Linked DNA regions of Capra hircus: region 2 is linked to region 1. A link is a contact called in public Hi-C data. All regions are on one chromosome and are shown on one strand. Each heading gives the region's core, a stretch centred on a gene start, on an enhancer-like site or on the middle of the called end of the contact. The rest is flanking DNA. Distances are from core to core; before and after follow the strand shown.

Region 1 (2,961 bases), core at 297-2,796:
GGGAAAGGGCACCCGGGTGGAGAGCAGTAGGGTAAGGGAACCCAGGAGAACTGCTCTGCCATGTGGCTCACAGTCTCGGGTTTTATGGTGGTGGGATTAGTTTCCGGGTAGTCTTTGGCCAATCATTCTAATTCAGAGTCTTTCCTGGTGGTGCACGCATCGCTCAGCCAAGATGGATGCTAGCAAGAGGGATTCTGGGAAGTGGACAGACAGCCAGTGTCTCCTTTCGACCTTTCCCGAACTCTTCTGGTTGGTGGTGGCTTATTAGTTCCATATTCCTTATCAGGATCTCCTGTCATAAAACAGCTCATGCAAATGGTTACTAAAGGTCCTGACCAGGGTGGGCGGTTTCAGTCAGTGTGCTTCCCCTAACAAATATGGTGTCTATTGGGCTATGGTCAATGGATAAATCCTTTCAATTTCCTCTAAAAAGTACTAACTCCTGTAGGTAGGCAAGTATACAGATGGCAAATACTCAAATGGATGTAACAGGACAACGCAGGCAGAGCTCTGGGACCTGAGGCCTCTCCAGGTCCCTGAGAGGCACTCAGGAATGGGATGTGGGTGGGTGGGGTGGAGCTGGGGGGTGGACTCTGGAGAAGGGGCACTGCACAGAGCCAGGCCATGATATTCATCATCGCCACTCTCCTTTCTGCCCCGCTCTTCGATCCACCACGTCCCAGGGCTCAAGTCCCCCCAGTGGACACAGTCAGTGAGTGGACAGTGACCTCATCAGAAAATACACAGCCTTCCTGAAGGTCCAGGGTCCCAGCTTAGTGGGAGGAGCGGTGTAAGGCACTGTTTGAGACAGGAGCTGGCTGACCCCAGGCAGGGGACGGGGGTCAAGGCACGAGGAGGGTGGTACAGCCTGTACCCTGCACCCCTTAGACCTAGGTACACCGTTCATTCATTTCATAGTTCCCTGCAGGGCTAGCCTAGGGCCCCGGGGAAGAGGCAGGGGTGCAGCCTGCGACCTCCATCTTCCTCCCGCTCCTCCCTTCCCCCTCCTGCCCTTCCCAACCCTCCCTCCCTCTCATTTCCCTTCAGGTTGCTTTCTTCTCCTCCCCACTCCCCGCTCCTGTCCCCTTGCTTCTTCTCCCCTTTCTTGTCCCTCCCAACCCTCTTGCCTCTCCTCTCCCCGACCCTCCTTCGCCTTTATCTTTTATCCTCCCCCATCTCCTGTCCACCCCGCGCCCTGCCCCCAAGCAGAGGCGGGCGGGCTGGGTGGCCTCGGGCTGGGCCCCGCCCTGTGCTCGCACCTGCTCTGCGGCCGCGTGGATTCCCCGCCCCCGGCTCCGCGGCTGGAGGGAAAGTGGGTCAACGCGGAGCCGCTGCGCCTGTGTTTGGGAGCAGACGGGGGACCCGGGACCTCTGCCGGGGCGGGAGCCGCAGGCGGCCGCTTGCATAGCCGAGGATGCGGGCCCGCTGGCCCCTCCTCGCCCCCTGGCCCGCGGGAGGCTGCTTCCCTCCGTGATGCCCAGGCCGCTGCGCCCAGCGTGCCTGCATTTCATCTGGCGGGTCGGAGGGTCTCCCCTCCAGGACTTGGTTCCCGCTACCCCACGCTGCCCCCTAGTGTCAGCCCCCGGACTGCGCAGGCTGGAGCCCAGCCCTGGAGCACGCCCTTGTGAGCGTCTGTCTGACTCCCCCAGACCCCAGCCCTTCTGCCCAGATGTGCGGGGCCCTGGGTCTGCTCTGTGGGGAAGCCCCGAAGCGGCCCTCTCGCCTCTATCCCGGGCGGTGCTCCCGCCTGTAGCCCGGCTCAGCGCTGTCCAGCCGCACCCTAGCCCAGCATCCCGAAGTCCCGTTGCAGATCCAGGTCTCTGGCCTGCGGCAGGGACCAGCTATGGGACCATGGAGATGACCTGGCCTCCCAAGCATCAGCCCACCCTGGGCCTCGCTGCCTCCTGTACGGCCCTGGGACTTCTCGGGTGGGCATCGCAGCTCTACCACCTCCTAGTACACTCATTCTGAGCTCTCTCCAGCCTAGGCCTTGGATTCCTCCTGGACTTAAGCCTGATCCTGGAAAGCCCTACCCCTTGTTCACCTGACCAGTGGGTCACCTTAGCCCAGAACCATTCCAAACCCTCTAGCCAGAATACTGCTTCTTGCCCTGGTTCCTGGGATCCACAATTTGCATCTGTCAGTGACCAGGCTGAGCGCTGGCCTGTCAGGGAGGCTGGTGTCTGTGAACCCCAGCAAGATGAACTTCTCATATAGGAAGCAGGAGGCCTGCTCAAGTCAGAGGCTGCCAGAGTCCATCCACCCTGACTCCACACCCACCCCCCACCCCCCTGCCCTCACAGGGCTCCAGGTTTGAAAGACTGCCTGGCGTCCTCAGTCATGTCAAACTCTCTTCAACCCCAAGGACTATAGCCCGCCAGGTTCCTCTGTCCATGGGATTCTCCAGGCAAGAATCCTGGAGTGGGATGCTATTTCCTTCTCCAGGGCATCTTCCAGACCCAGGGATGGAACCTCTGTCTGCTGCATTGTCAGGCAGGTTCTTTACCACTGTACCACCTTCAGACAAATCATCTGTGGAGCCCTGTGGATCTCTTGGTAAACAGCGTTCAGGAAAAGCCAGGGTGGGCCCTGCCCACTCAGTTAGGAAACAGATTTGGATTCAGTTTAGTTTTGTTTTTATTTGAAGCTTTGGTCACAGGCAGGTTATCATCGTTGAGGATCTTCCTTCCCATCAACTCCCGCTGAGTTCTGAGGCTCTGCAGTTCTCAGGGGAACAGACACTGGTTAATAAAACTTGGAAGGGGCTTTTTTTTTTTTCTTCATGAAGTAACCCTCCTTTCATGTCTGTTTACTGCCGGGCTCCATCTCTGGCTCCACACAGCAACGTCTGATTAAATGCCCAACATGTCCCGGGGCGAGAGACACATAATTGCAGTGCTTCGTTTTCCCATGTGATGATTAAGGAAAGCTTTGCTCATTTTGTACGTGTGGGAAAGAGAC
Region 2 (2,961 bases), core at 160-2,659, 170 kb before region 1:
GGGTTCCCAGGCCTGCCCTCGGTCGCCGCCACCCGGGCTCCGTCTGGAACGCGTGCCTGTGCGCTTGTGTGCGGCGGGTCGGGACGTAGGCGCGCGCTCTGGCTAGGGGAGTTTTTGTCCCCTTAGTTTCTCCAGAAGGAGAGGCATAAACACGCCTGTGCAGAAAACAAACCGTAGGCAAGTCACAACCAAAACTCTCTCTGCCGAGATTGGAACACGATATGCTGCCACGGAGGGGAATTAATTATAACACTGTGTGGGTCCTTGGGAAAAGCTGGGAACCGAGGGAGTAATTCTTGGGCACACCTCCTTCTCTTCTCCTCCTCCCGGGAGGGGAAGGCAGTGAGAAAGGTGCCTTCCACCCCCTGCAACTCCACCCCCCTACCCTCAGGGAGGACCCATGTTCGATATGCCTCCGGTTGCTCAAAGTATCTGACTGATTCCCGCGGGCGATCTCAATAGTAAAGCCCCAGGAAAAAGGATTTGCTTTAAAAAAAGAAGAAGCAGCTTACAAATAATTGCTCTCCTACCCAATGTTTTAAAAAATGTTTATTTATATTTGGCTGCACCGTGTCAAATATAAATGAGATGATGAGATGGTTGGAAGGCATCACCGACTCTATGGACATGAGTGTGAGCAAGCTCCCGGAGTCTGTGATGGACAGGGAAACCTGACGGTGCTTCAGTCCCCGGGGTCACAAAGAGTCGGACACGACTGAGCGACTGAACTGACTGACTGCACCGAATCTTAGTAGCAGCAGGCGAGATCTAGCTCCCTGTCCAGGGATCCAACTTGGGACCCCTACACTGGGAGCTCGGAGTTTTAGCCACTGGACCACCAGAGAAGTCCCGTAACCAGTACTTTTTAAGTTTCAAGAGGAAAGCAAGTGAGGGGCATGACTGGCACACAGTCAGTACCCAGGACAGGTTGGCACTTCCCCGGGGCGCTTTTCTCCTTCAGCATTTTCGTGTATCTCATCTTCACAGGCTCCCAAGGCAGGTCCCTGTGTTATTGATTGCACAAGTGTCAGTCGGTGGCAGTGTGGCCCCAGAGTCCAGATCCTGGGCTATATCGTGACGTGGTCGTGGGTGTCCTTAGAGAAGACCGCGCCGTCGCCCACGTACAAGGCGGCAGGCCCCAGGCGACAGCTGGAAGTACAGCATGGACGTGAAGCTGAGCTCAGCATCCTGCGCGCCGCCGTGCAGGGCGAGCAAAGGTTCATCTTCGCGGGCCTGCTGCTCACCAGCCACCGGCACCAGTTCCAGGAAGAGGTGATCGGCTACTACCTGATCCGCGGGCAGGAGCGCTTCAGGAGCAGCGGCGCCGCGAAGCCTCCCTCGCTGCCTCCAAGATCAAGCGGCCGCCAGGTAGGCCAGAGGCCGAGGGCTCGCGCCGGTGCTCAAGCTCGAGTGCGCGAGCCTCGTACCGGCGGGGGGCATTCGGGCGGCTACGTCCAGGCCTCCTTTGCAGCCTCTGGGCGCCGGGGAGACAGAGCGTCCCTCAGGTGCAGGCGGTGGGAGCGCTGTGGCTGTGCGCCATGTATTGGCAGCAGAACCGCTTGCAGCCAGGCACCCGGGCGGGGGTGGCGGGGGCGGAAGAATCCAAGTCGCAGAGCTACACTGAGGACTTTGGCCCGGCGCAGGGAGGCCTGGCGTTAGCCAATGGCAACGCGCGGGCCGCGCACTTGAACTGTTAGGGCAGCTGGGGTGCAGGGCCGGCGCAGCGGCGCTGCCAGGGCGAGAACTACTGGCGCCCGAGATCCAGCGCTGCAGCTCACGCTGCTACTGCGGGGAGCGGCGGCGGCGGCGCAAGGAGCCTGCGGCCTAGATCCTGAGCGCGCGCCGCGGCCCCGCCTGCCCGGCTGTCCTCTCCACGCGGTCAGTGTCTCCTTTGCGGTCTGGTCCACCCGGAGGCCAGCGATCCTCCGTCCGTGCTCTGTATGCGTTTGGTCACAAGGTCCTCGTGGTGCCGGAACCTGCACTGACGCCAGCCACCCAGGTAGTAAGTACACAGATAGGACACAAGTTATGCTGCGGAAAGTGGTGTGCTAGCTGGTGTCTGCCTCGTGCCTGTGGGAACTCAACAGCCATTGAATGGGGAGAGAAATAAAGACATTTACAGCCCTTTGCTTTTTGATGGGTATATTTTACATGCTTTGGGGGAGGGGCTTTTCCCCCCTAACCTTGCCAACTGGCCTCTTCCATGGAGCGGTCACCTGAGTGCCATCGGGCCCACTCAGGGTTTTGAAGCGAATTTGCCTCCCTGGGATGCGGGTGGCGGCTCTGCCCTGGCCTCCCACCTGTGCCCCCATCCCTCTCCCCGCGCCCCTTGAGGAGAGGGCGCTTGGATGTCCACTAGCCCCTTTAGGAGCACTGGTTCCATCTCATAAGCAAAACCTCCTCCCACACCCTCAACTCAACAGTGACATTCACACATCATCAGAACTGCCAGCGACTGCAGAATGGGCATCTCCAGACAGCCTACCTCTCAGGTTGAAGGCCTCTGGAACTGTAAGATACACACAAGTCCCCTGGAATCTTTAAAGCAGATTGTGACTTAGGTGTGTGGCAGCCTGAGATCTCTGCATTTCTTTCTTTAAAAAAAGAAAAAAGAAAAGAAATTGGCCATCTGGGCTTGTGGAATCTTAGCTCCCTGACCAGGGATGGAGCCTGAGCCCCCTGCACTGTAAGTCTGGAGTCTTAACCACTGGACCACAAGGGAAGTCCCTGAATGAGGTATTTGTAATGAGCATAAACATGGGACATAATATTTCCGTACATTAAGAGAGCTGTCTACAGATGTCTTCCTTTGTTACCACATCTGCTGGTCACAGATCTTTGAATCATGTTCTTTTCAAGTTCCTGACCATCCAGTAAACTGTCTTTCCCTACCCATAAATCAGTGTGGATTGGGATTTCTTTTTTTTCTCTCTCTTTTTTTTAAATCTTATTTTTTTTAAC

What was found. A called contact is a pair of places that touch in the nucleus more often than the background predicts.
Region 2: a contact with region 1 is called in a Hi-C map of blood, with 2.0 times the contacts expected there. The contact joins two enhancer-like sites. A contact is called at or near these places in 3 of 5 Hi-C or Micro-C datasets (all in blood).

Annotation. Positions count from the first base shown.
Region 1 is chr21:27,170,351-27,173,311 of ARS1.2, reverse strand. No RefSeq gene overlaps it. Among named protein-coding and RNA genes, the nearest start is that of TRPM1, 54 kb to the right of the region's middle. Within about 2 kb of position 1,546, at least 2 of the 5 cell types and tissues checked have an H3K27ac peak or open chromatin away from gene starts, as enhancers often do.
Region 2 is chr21:27,340,284-27,343,244 of ARS1.2, reverse strand. No RefSeq gene overlaps it. Among named protein-coding and RNA genes, the nearest start is that of KLF13, 85 kb to the right of the region's middle. Within about 2 kb of position 1,409, at least 2 of the 5 cell types and tissues checked have an H3K27ac peak or open chromatin away from gene starts, as enhancers often do.